2 separate regions of the Mus musculus genome follow, and region 2 is linked to region 1. The links are chromatin contacts, called in public HiCAR-type maps. All regions are on one chromosome and are shown on one strand. The core of a region is the stretch at or near the end of the contact, and the rest is flanking DNA. Distances in the headings are between cores, read along the strand shown. Region 1 holds the start of Cdh6 (cadherin 6). Region 2 has its middle 110 kb from the start of Gm46517.

Region 1 (6,096 bases), core at 168-2,667:
CCACTGCAGTTCAAATACCCACATGAAGAGACCATGTTCAGCCTCCTTTCTGCAAACTGCAGGCATCTATCTCCTCATCCCAAGGATGGCTTTTCAAATCTTGCCAGCATCCATGTGCAGAACATCTGGACTAAGACCGTTCCACATACAATTCTTTGAAGCACCGGCTGCCTGGAAGAAATACTTTGATTTGGGCTTCATTAAAATGCCTCAACTTCTATTAGGGACACAAAAGATTTTTTTTTCTAGTAAGAGCTCTCTTGGGAAGAAGACCGACCTCTAGCTAGTTAGATCACTCAGAAGCCAAGTGGCTGGAATGTCACTAAAGCACCATGCAATGGAAATCTTGCTGCGAGCTTGTAACATGCAGAAACAGCTGGCTTGGGTCTGTGGCTGACCCGGGGTGAAACCATTGTGGTAATTAGATTTAATTTTCTTAATCCAATAGTGCTTGACTGCAACGTGTCTGCATCTCCTAGGCAGAAAAGGCATGATTCTCCTTTAACAATGCTTTGACGTGTTTAAGACTTCTGCAGCTTAGTCCCTTCAGAGAAGTCACTTCTTCTCGAGTATAAGGACACCCATCCAGACAGCTATGTGTATCAAGGAGTTTCACATAGACGTTATCTTGCTTCAGTAACTTCCCAGAAAGATCTCAACACAACAAATACGTCTTAAATATCAATATATATCCTATTCTGCTAGTTCAGTGTGCCCTGCTATCTGCTCATTTAGAAAGATGGATCAGCCACGAAGACATTGATGAGCCCGGGGCGTTTGGATTTGAACCGCTTCTACACTCTCGGGGGCATATGACTTCATGCTACAGCTCTCTGGGGTTACCCACTCTGCAACAGCGCCAGAGCTCCAGAAGCTACAAGGGGGGAAAAAGTGTTCTTGAGATGAGAGAAGCAAAGACTGACATTCATGAATCTGTCTGCTCGCGTCTGTTTATGTTATACAGAACAGCCGTCGGTATTGTTACCTCAGAAGACCGGGGTTATTTTATTCGAGTGCAGGTCGTGCGTACTGTCTCCCCCCCAAACTGGCTCACAGCGCCACGCCGTACCATGTCGTGTCCCCGGGAATCTTAATTGCCTGGGCTATTAGAAAAGAACATCCGACCGCTGCTGGTAATTGAACACGGTGCATTTTGATAGCTTAAAAAGAAAGATCAGATAGAGTCACACAAGTTCTCAGTATGTCTTAAGCCGTCCCCCCTAAAAAATATATAAGAAAAAAGAGGAAGGGAAAGCCTGGGGCAGCGGGAGTGTTCCAGAGAGCGAACTGCTCCGGACTTCAAACACTGGGAGTCATTCTGTCAAGGGGAGGGGGCGGGCGGGGGCAGGCACTGGGCCTCTGTAACAAAGTCCTCCTCTCTTTGCTCCCTCCCACTTCATTCACTTGCAAATCAGTGTGTGCCCACAAGAGCCAGCTCTCTGGAGCCGTAACCTTCCCATCCCGAGAGCTGCAGTTCCAGCCACAGCAGCAAGAAGCACAGAGCAGAAGACCGTGGTGGAGGCAGGAGCATCCTGGGCGAGTGGCAGGGTGTCCCCAGGAGCCGGAAGGCAAACCGAGGTGGGTTCGGTCTCTGTTGCCAATGCGGGAGCTTGTGCGTGCGTTTCTTTTCTCCCTTGCCTTCTCTTTCTTCTTTATACATAGCTATTATTTTAATTCCGTAGCGTTGATGGAAGCCAATCAGAGAAAGAGAGCGGTCCTCTGCGCCGGGTGTTGCGGTGCACGGAGTTGGGAGGGATGCTCAGCTGGGAGCTGGGGTGCGGGCGGGCTTGCGCGCGAGTCCGGTTGCATTGGTGGCGCTGCTGCCTCTGCCCAGGACCGGCGCCGCTTCCCGGGGAGCCTGGGCGCCGCTCCTCCGCCGCCTGGTAAGACCGAGACGCCTAGGGTTCTGCGGGGGGTGGCAGGGAACAGTGTGGAGGAGAGAAAGCTGCTGCCGAGGTCCACTCCGCGGGGCTGGCGGAGGCGGCTAGTGGAGCCCTAGCTTTGCAAAGTTGGCTGGTCAATTACCAAGGGCGCTAGTGAGTGCCGGAGCGGTGGAGCCGTTTGGGGCTTGATTGATTTCCACCTACCCAACAATACAAGGGTCTGTGTGGTGACTGCTTGGCCTGAGTTATGGGATTTTTTTTTTTTTTTATGGCTTTGAGAGTAACGCAGAAATTAATTCAGGTAGTCGGGAAACTCTGGAATGTTCCCAATAAGGCAAACTTACAGAGATGGTTTGGCCGAGAGAACGAGCTTAAAGAAAACTGTTAGCTCGCATGTTCCTAGCAATGCCTTCAGGCTTTCATAGAGCAGAAATGCTTAGGTTGCAAGGCAAGTCCGACACTGGACTTCGAAAATGGAGCACACTGTCCAGGGAAAAGTCATGTGGAAGACGCCGCTCGCTGGTGCTCTTCCAAGGCTACACACACACACACACACACACACACACACACACACACATCTGAGGGAGAATGCCTTCCTTAGACTGGAGAGCAGGAGGTCTGGTGCGTCTGATGTGAGGTGTCAGATGCAAGAGTGAAGTCCCCAAGGCGTTCATGTGGAATTTAATGAAGGCGGGTCGTTGCGGAGTCCTATAATGCCGCAGAGCTGGGGTCACTTCCTCCTCCGTAGTTATTCGCCTGCCAAGAGTTACGGTCCATCTCGAGATGGGAGATGCTGGCGAGGTCAATGTGGTACTGAGAAATGTTGTCGCTGCTGCAATAAAATCCATATTTTATGGGAAGTTACGTGAGGGTCTTTGTATGCAAGGGGCTGGTTGCCTAACTTAACTACTACCGAGAACATTCAAGAACCAAGAAGTTTAATCACGTGGAACATTCACACATTTCTCTCTCCCACTCATTTTTTTCCTATGAAGACACTTTTTTTTTTTTATGATAGTCACTGCAAGCTCTATCGGTCTGTGTCTCTTCACTTTCACTTACTGAAGTCACACAGTGCGAACCAGAAAAGCTATTTCCTTTAACAGTGTGTCTGGGGCGTACTTCTGTGTTGGGGGGGGCGGGGGGGGGAGAATGCTAATTGTGAGCTTTTGCGGTGGTTAATTATCAGGGGCGGGTGTGTGTGTGCAAACTCCTCCCTGTGATTCTAAGGGAGCCAGAGATGTGGCCAGTTAATGCACAACTCCTCGGGAGAATGAGTAACTGCCATGTGAATGCGGGCCAAAGCTGGCTTTTTTCTTTCTGTTCTTGCTGATAGTTTTACCTGAAAAGGGAAAATCCTCGGGATTCTTTCTGCTTTGGGGGGAAGGGGGGGAGCGAGGAGAAGATAACAAACTCTCCTCCCAATTTAGCTTGAGCACAGTCCTTTGTGTAGGAGCACTTGCCTGACTCTGTGTTTGGTGTTCTGGAGAATCTGAAAACCAGTTGTGACCAGAAAGGGAATATGCTAAAGCAGATAGCTTCATGACGTCATGGAGAGGGCAAAGGGTACACCAGAGGCCATATTCTTGATGCAGAGCTCAGAAACTTAAAAGAAATCCAACGGAGAACAACTGTGTCTCACCCTCTCCCTTTTCTCTTGCTGGTATTCTAATTAACAAAGTGATATAAAAGGTAGAGAGCCCTTCTTACCCGGTTTTATGGTTTGTGCCTTACTTTGGAAGCAGAGGAAGTGATCAGGTTCTTCAGAGAGATACAAGGTAACAGTACATTGCTGAGAGAAAAATGCAGCCCAATGATGTGACTACACTATATTTGTCCACAATTTGCTGCCATTAGGAGGAAGTGGCAGGCTGGTGTCTCCAGGGGGACTTCCAGTCTTTCTACTAGTTGGCTTTTACGCCAATTTATTGCAATTATGTTTCTCAGCGCTAACTCTGCAAAGATGATATATGGAACAGGAGCATTTTCTATCAGGTTGTCTTCTATCAAAAAAAAAAAAAACCCTACCCCTGTGTCTGACGCCCTCCACCCACCACTTCTACCAGCCTCGAAAGGAAGAGCTTGCTGTAGGTGTCCTCTTCTCTCAGGAACAAGACTGCAGAGTGCAGAGTGCCTGAGACACTTGCCAACAGCTGACATTTCTAGAAAGCACATTGAGAGGGATCACAGGCCCCTTCTTTGCTGCAGCAACAAGTTAGAACAGTGACTTCTGAATGTCTAATTAGTGGTAATTGGGTGAGTGCCCCATCCCAGGATCAAAACAGAGATAAACTGTGGCGAGCACCCACCTCCCTGGGAAGTCTTGTGTGGGCTTTCTTTCTGGTTCTACCTGCTTTGTATTTGCAGATGACAATGTATTATTAAGATGACATCTTTCCAGCTGCCTCAACTTTCTTGTTTAGTGTGGAGGGACCACTCCATACCTCCAACATGTAGTTCAATGGCAACACAGATTTTGCTATAATTAGAGCCTGACTGATTTTTCTTCATAGACAAGTTAGCACTATCCTAGCAGAGCCTTAATATGTGTATCAGATCAAAGCCATTGCCTGCCACTTCTATAGTTCCTCTCATTTAAGGGACTTCCGAGGTATTTTCATAATTTTCTAAGTATGTAGACTATTGGTTATTTTAAAAGTCTACATACAGTTCCAAATCAAAGCAATGGCCAATTAATCGTGAATCTCCCACTATCAAAATTATACAACACTTTCCTATCTATTTCCCTAGAACCTTGCCAAGGCTCTACTTCCTAAATAACATTTTACTAACTAATAAGAATGAGCTTATAGTTATGACTCCAACCACTAAAGATTTCTTACCACCAAAGAAATGTTTGGAGAAAAGAAATACCAATAACTCTTTTTAAGTATCCTTAAACGTGCAGACCTTCTGCTGAAATAGAGGAGTCTAACAGTAAGACGTTCCCATTCAAATAAGTGTAAGTTTCAAAGCATTTAAGATGCACATGTGCCCTTATCTTGATCATTATGTTTCGTAATTTTTCTCTATGGTACATACCAATATTTTTGGGTGACCTTTTCTGAAAAAAAATATGTTACATTTTTTTCTTTTATTTGTGTCTATGTGTGTATGTGTGTAAATGTGTATTGTATGTGTCCATGCATGTATCTATGTGTGTGCGCGTGTGTGTTATATGTGTTATGTGTGTGTGTCCATGCATGTATCTATGTGTGTGCGCGTGTGTGTGTATTGTACGTGTCCATGCATGTATCTATGTGTGTGCGTGTGTGTGTTGTATGTGTTATGTGTGTGTATACAGGTGTGCACACCTGAGCATATGCCATGGCACCTGTGTGGAGCTCAGATCGCTTGTAGGAGTAGGTTCGCCTCTTCCGCCATGTGCCTTTTAGAGATCAAACACAAGTCCTTAGACTTGGCAGCAAGCACCTTTACCAACTGAGCCCTCCCACCGGCCCTAGATAACCCCCATCTTTAAAAGCTCCTCCTGGAACTTGAGCAAGATAAGTTCCAGAAGGTGAATCAGCCTTTTCTGCCGCCAATCTTCGGCTTGCAACTTCCAATTTAAAAATCTGCTCCAAAGTTTGAAATGTGTTGCAAATGAGATAACACCCTGCCGGAGCCAGTGCCCTTGTCCTTGCTTAGTCAGCTCGGCCATTCATTGGGGGTCCATCAGAATTAGGGTCTCATTTGTGAAAGTCACAAGCAAAGACTCAGTCGGAATTGCATTTTTCATCCTGTCTGAGCCTAACCAGTGTCTACTAAGCCTACCTCATTGCTTCACAGAAAGGTGAGAATGTAGAAAATCAAACGTTCCGTGGCTTCACTACACTGAATAATGTTCCTTTAATACAAAGTCTCAAGAATATTATGGAAATAGGAGAACTGTAGACAAAAAAAAAATTTAAACATGTGTGCACATAGGAGAGAGAGAGAACACATTCATTTGTGAAAATGTTCTACACACAAAGGAAGAATTCTAGAAATCCAGAGATATTGAGTTGATCTTGTTTTATTTTATCCTCATATTCCCACTGCGATTTCCATCTTAATTTTAAGATAAATGAGAGATTTTGGCACATTCTTTGGTATAAACAGTAATGGTTTGACCTAGTGCTTATAAAAAATTCATTTGCCTGTAGTTTTCTTTAAATTCCTCTCTAGGGCAAAGGCTCTGATTTTCAAAGCAGTCCTTTGAGAAACCTTGGAT
Region 2 (5,893 bases), core at 2,535-5,034, 220 kb before region 1:
TATCTGCTCTGCAAATAAAGCCTGTCTTTCCTGTAGACGAGACGAAAGGTTGTCACACACAAGACAAGGTCTACTTTGGAAAAGACAGGTCAAAGCTCCTACTTATTCAGCCAACGCCACACTACCATATTATAGGGCAACATATCCTGAACCCTATCACTTAATAACACAAAAAGTATACTTCCTTACTTTAGTAAATCTCCTGAAAACCTAATGCCAAACAATAAGAAGGGAAAAACGTTTAATTCTCTCAGAGATCTTAGTGTCACAGTCTGTCTGTCTCACTCTCTCAAGCTTCCCTGTGCCTAACACAAACTCATTAATGAGACTTGGGGACCAAGTTGATAAATGATAATGAGAAAGGTACTGAAGAACATGACTGGAAAATTTATAAATGCAGGAACAGTCATGTAACGACACATGAAATGTTTAAACACAGACACTTTATGCAGGAAGATTTATACTTGTGTGTGTGTGTGTGTGTGTGTGTGTGTGTGTGTGTGTGTGTGTCTGTGTGTGTGTGTGTATGAAAGTACATATATGTAAGATGTATATTTGTAATATGTATATGTAAGATGTATATTCTCTGGTTATGTTTGTGTGTATGTCTGTTTTTTAAAAATATATAAGTGTTAAAGGCAACAGAGACTGAAACGTCTCGCTGCAGGTTTGAAGGAAACCTTCAGTAACATACATTTTTAAAAGTAATGAATGGCCAATGTTGTGTACTAAGAAACACTTGTTGGCTGCTAAGATAAATGAACAATTTAGATCATACATATTCATAAGGTTTTGGAATTTTTCCAATAAATGCTACATGTATAAAAAGAATGGGCCTGCATTAAGTATACTGTGGTAATGCCACATCCCAGCTCCCCTGAATGTGCAACTCTTAAGAGATCATCTTCTAAGCCATGATGATTAGATAAGCTCTCATGCACTGATTTCACATAATTAAATTTTAAAGTAAATTTAATGAAATGCTCAAGAATTTCAGATAATAGCCTTTATTGCTGCAAACAAGGTGGCAAAAAGAAGGCTCTTCATTTGTCTTCCTTTTCTTTCATACAGCCAGATTTAATGTATATTTAAAATGAGTGTTTGTGTGTGTGTGTGTGTGTGTATGTGTGTGTGTCTTTTTTAAATAAAATAAAATGAGAAAGCTAGCAAGCAAAAAGTCAGGGGAGAGGAATGAAAAAAAGGAGGGGAGAGAGGGAGTCCCGTGAAAACTAAAATATGCCAACTTTCTCAAACAGCACTGAGCTCCTGCTAGCTCTGTGGTCTCGGGTGAACCTACAGCTTATTTCATAGCTTTACACAAAACCATCTCAAGCTGCCCTCCTGGTTTTTCTTTTCCTTTCCTTCTAGAGGGGAAAGCAGTGCAGTTGGAACCCTAGTTGAACTTTTTTGAGATGGGGTGGGCTTGTTCTAATATGTGAATCCAGAGCCTTGTATATGCTTGCCAAGTGCTCTCCCCCCAGCCACACCCAGTCCCTTGAAGTACAGTTTTTAAGTGGTTATTAGAATGTCATTCTTTGCCTGATCACAAATAAGAAGATTTTTATTCCTGCCTGTGAACAGAATTATTTGATGATTTTCAAGACAGTCATGAGTTAAGGGATGCTTCTCCTGGAGTTACAGACCTGAGTTACGGGATGCTTCTCTGGAGTTGGTGTGATGTAGTGGCTACCTACTCTTGGCTGATGAACAACTGACAAAGTGGTGGCAAAAAGCACCTTCTCTGCCCCTTCTAATGTTCTAGGACAACTGCCAGCTCTCAATATGTAGCATGTCACTCCAAACGCTGCCTCTGTGAGCACATGGCAGTCTCCCCTGAATCCCCGTGTCTTCAGATGTTACACTTAAATGTTTCTTCCTCTTGGAAGGATACCAGTCATATTGGATTAGAGCCCATGTTTAGGACCATGATCTTAACTTGATTGCTTAACTAATACATAACAAAATGAACTAACTTGAAATGATTGCAATATGAATAATTGAGCCTTGGTTCTGAGAGAAAGAGAGAGAGGGGAGAATTCAACATCTCCCCTCAAATAGAGATACTTTTCAGTGAGGAAACTTTGAAAGCACCATTTAAACAATCAGTGGATATTAATATTGCTAGTGATAAGTCCATGCTGATAGAAGCTGATAACATGAAACTTCTAGAAATGCATGCTGACAAGACTCTTCACATCCTCTGAGAATCCCACAGTCCTAAGCTAATCATGAAAAACCTCTTATTCATTGAAGTGGGGTTCATTCTACAAAACACCTGATCACTATTCTTCCAAACTAGACTTGTTATGAAAAACAAGGAAAACGTAAGAATTGACCTCAGATTAGGGGAGACAGGAAGAGTAGGAACGATATGGAAGCAGACAGAGTTGGATGCCAGGGTTCAGCTCAGCTCACCTTCTGTTTACTCAGTAGGGAGTAGGAGCCCCTGCCAATGGGACTATGTACCCACATTCAGGTTGGGTCATCCTGCCTCAGTTGAACCTCTTTGGAAACCTGCAGGGTCCTCATAGAAGCCCTCGTATGTGTGTCTACTATGTGAGTTCAAATCCCATCAAGTTGACAACAAAAGTTAACCTCTGTAAAGCCTTTTCCTCTGTCACTTATTTTTCCCCAACAATAAGAAAGGTAGCTAATGCATAATGGAAACTCTGTAATTCATCAATATTACTGATGTCACATGCACTGAAAACAGGCTGTCTAGTATTACAAAAATACTGAAAACGTGGATCTCGAATAATATTCAAAATGTAGGATGTTAAAACTAAAAATCTACATATAAAGAATTTTAGTGGATCTAAATTAAGATAGAGAGGTGGGGGAACTGGGATGGAGACATGACATCCATTTATCTAAATTCATCTTAGAGATGTTATTATCAAGGATAAACTCCCTGCACAAACTGCCCTCTCTCTCCAGATGTCCTGAGCTGCTTGCATGTTCTTCCAACTCTACATTTCAGGCCCTTCCATTGGCACAGAGCAGGAAGCACTCCCATCTTGGCCAGTTGAACTGAAACTATGATGAGACCTTGATAAAACACTAAGCACCAATTTTAGAGATAACTTATTATCATTTCACACTATTTTTCCTGTATCATAGTCCCTTTGTCCCTTGAGCTGTTTTTTTTTTAATATAAAGCATTCAATGCTTTATAGATAATGTGTATCTATACGCTCCAAGAATAGGTAAGCTATCTCCAACCACCAAATAAAATGGTAACCTTTTTAAATATGCTTTATCTCCACTCCTTACATAATTTGTTTTAGCAAATCACACTTAGCCAACTTAAAACTTTCTACCTCGTGGGATTGCTCCATCAATGAATGGTTAACTTCACTAATTTCAATTCACCCTCAAACGAATATGCAATGAAGTATTTGCAGTGAAAATTTACAGGCATGTTTAGCTGGGGAATTACATTCAAAATCTGCACAAGGCCGTTGCACTTACAACCTTGAAGAGGAAATGAAAAGGGGGAAGTGAAAGGAGAGTAAGGGAGGCTTTTAAAGAATCTAGTGGGTCATGGATGTGCTGACCTTCCTGGAATGACATAGTGTTTGCGTGAAAGGGGGATATGAACAGTGGGTAATTTGCAAATGAATGCATCTGCAAGTGAATGAATGCTTCCAACACAATGACAGCATTGTGTCCAGGATTAAACCATATTGCTCATGGCAGCAACTTCCACAGAATGTGTTTCTCCACCATCTGCGACAGTTCTACTCCACTACCAGAAACAAGGCTCTGGAAAAAAAGGCAGAGCACTAAGACTACCCCACAAAGGCAAAGGCGCTGTGTGAGCAGCTATTATGCTCGCACGGTGCTTCCTTAATACTCCCCTTTAATGAAAACCAGGAGACTCACATCAGAAACAGCACTTAAAATTCAGCTTGGAGAGGCCTCTACTGAGAAGCTTTGCCCCCTAATCTTTTCCTCTTTCTTGTGTAATAATGTCTCTGGGCTAAGAGAGAGTCCAATTCTCACAACCAGGACTGAAAGGGAGGATTACTTTTAAGAGGTAAATGGATAACTTCATTATTTAGATTTTTGCTATGGCTATTTATAGCATGATGTGGCAATGGCATCTTGGTATTTCTACATTTCACCCTAAAATATACTTTCTCGACTCCGCAAAATTACTCCTTCCGAATAACTTCCTTACGTGCAACCAATTTAATTCCATTTTCACATTTTTTTTAAAAAATTGTATTTTTATACATGTATTCAACTTGACATTTAGCCCAAACTTACACTAATGAAGCCAACTAAATTACCTTACGACTGAATCTCCATCCAACTGCTTTTATCAAGCAGGTCCAGACAAACTAGACTGGCAAATGGTGGGTGCACCACCAGTTGGCACTGCCTCTCTTTTCAGAACACTTCACATCATTTTGCCACAGAAGGGTAGATTTAACCTTGACAGTCTCCTGGGCATCAAATGTTGAATTTATAACCCGAGCCCTGCAGGTAAATCTTTGATGACATCCTTGTGTTTCTGTAACAAGAGCCCTAGCATCTGGAACACATACTTCCTCCTTTGAAATGTATGTTCAAAAGAATAAATAATACATTGAAAATTAAAGAAAGTACACAAGCAAGCATGTTGTCCGTGCTTTGATGAAACTCCTCCAGGAGTTCTAAGTCAGCACACAGCAGAGATTCCTGCATGCCCATGTATTTTTTTTTTCAGCATCGCTCACAGCAACCAAGTTGAAGAATCAGCCTAGATGTCCATCAAGAGGGTGAACAGATTTTTATAATGTCATGTATGTACACAAATGATGTATATTCCTCCATAAAGAAAAATGAAACGTCTTTTGCAGCAAAATAGACAGAATCAGGGATTACCATGTTAAGTGAAATAAGCAAGACTCGGAGAGACAGATATCCTATGTTTCTCTCATACTGATAATGTAATTTAAACACAAACGACATGAAAGCATGAGTGATACTGCTTGGGGAGACAGAACAAAAAAGTACAGCAAACAGGATGAATATAATCAAATTGCATTACACACATGTTTCGATATCATAATAGAAACCTCTTATTTTGTACAATTAATATACTCAAGCAACCATAAGCCCATTAGGGCTCTGGGAAACAGGCCTAACCAATCTATCAACTCGTGAGGCCACCTGGGCACTGTGTCACAAAACTGTACCACCAAGCACAAAAGAGGCAGAGGCAGGAGCATGCTCTGAAGTTCCAGGCCAACCTGATAAGCATGACAAATTCTACAGCAGTGAAGTCTACCATAGCAAGAGTCTCAAAAACAAACAAACAAAAAAAAACAAAAACAAAAACAAAAAAAACAAAAACAAAGGAAATGTTTTAATTATTGTTTTGAAGAAGGCTCTTGAACTGAACCCCAGCCCATCCGATAAAAAAACCACCGAGTCGGCAGAGCTCCAAGTCACCACACAGAAAAACAATTGCTCAACCTTCTGAGAAACAGGAATGAGAACTAAACAAACATTCCAAAACCACTCAACAGACTGTGAAGTTTCTCTGTGTTAATCCTTAAGCTTTAGATTCCTTTAATTCTTAGGGAAAAGCAGCCTGGGGCTGGGGGCAATCTGTTACTTCTTATTTTGTTTTCCTTGTTCTATCTATCTTCCATGAAAAGTAACTTTGAACTAGCCGATTTATTTTTTATCCATTGTTTATGCTTTCCTCAGCAAATTTCTGACTATAAACTCAGCCTCTTCAGCTCAGCTCACTAAAGCTCTGTCTTTATAGCATGGAATAAAGTGAATTCGTGTTCGAGAGTCAGACGGAAAAACCCATTAAGAACCAGAAATCAAATTTATTGTAACGTACTTCGAACCAAAACTAACCAGAAGAGAAAGGGAAGGATACTACATACTC

What was found. HiCAR-type assays count read pairs that join an accessible place to other places.
Region 2: a contact with region 1 is called in a HiCAR-type map of astrocytes, with 2.8 times the contacts expected there. The contact joins the enhancer-like site here to the promoter of Cdh6 in region 1. A contact is called at or near these places in 5 of 39 promoter capture datasets (the 3T3-L1 cell line, embryonic stem cells, frontonasal cranial neural crest and 2 more), 3 of 484 Hi-C or Micro-C datasets (cortical neurons, neural progenitor cells and uterus), 3 of 115 datasets of contacts at active chromatin or transcription factors (astrocytes, embryonic stem cells and extraembryonic endoderm stem cells) and 1 of 9 other capture datasets (embryonic tail).

The regions. Positions count from the first base shown.
Region 1 is chr15:13,168,996-13,175,091 of GRCm38.p6, reverse strand. Cdh6 (cadherin 6) reads left to right here and starts at 1,417. Exons shown (of 12, transcript NM_007666.4): 1 at 1,417-1,578. Gm46513 (a long non-coding RNA gene) reads right to left here. Exons shown (of 3, transcript XR_003951639.1): 3 at 3,988-6,096.
Region 2 is chr15:13,391,117-13,397,009 of GRCm38.p6, reverse strand. No RefSeq gene overlaps it. Among named protein-coding and RNA genes, the nearest start is that of Gm46517, 110 kb to the right of the region's middle. RefSeq lists an enhancer at 1,374-5,116. Within about 2 kb of position 3,784, at least 49 of the 459 cell types and tissues checked have an H3K27ac peak or open chromatin away from gene starts, as enhancers often do. A contact at or near this core is called in astrocytes, neural progenitor cells and neural stem cells, where this site is marked.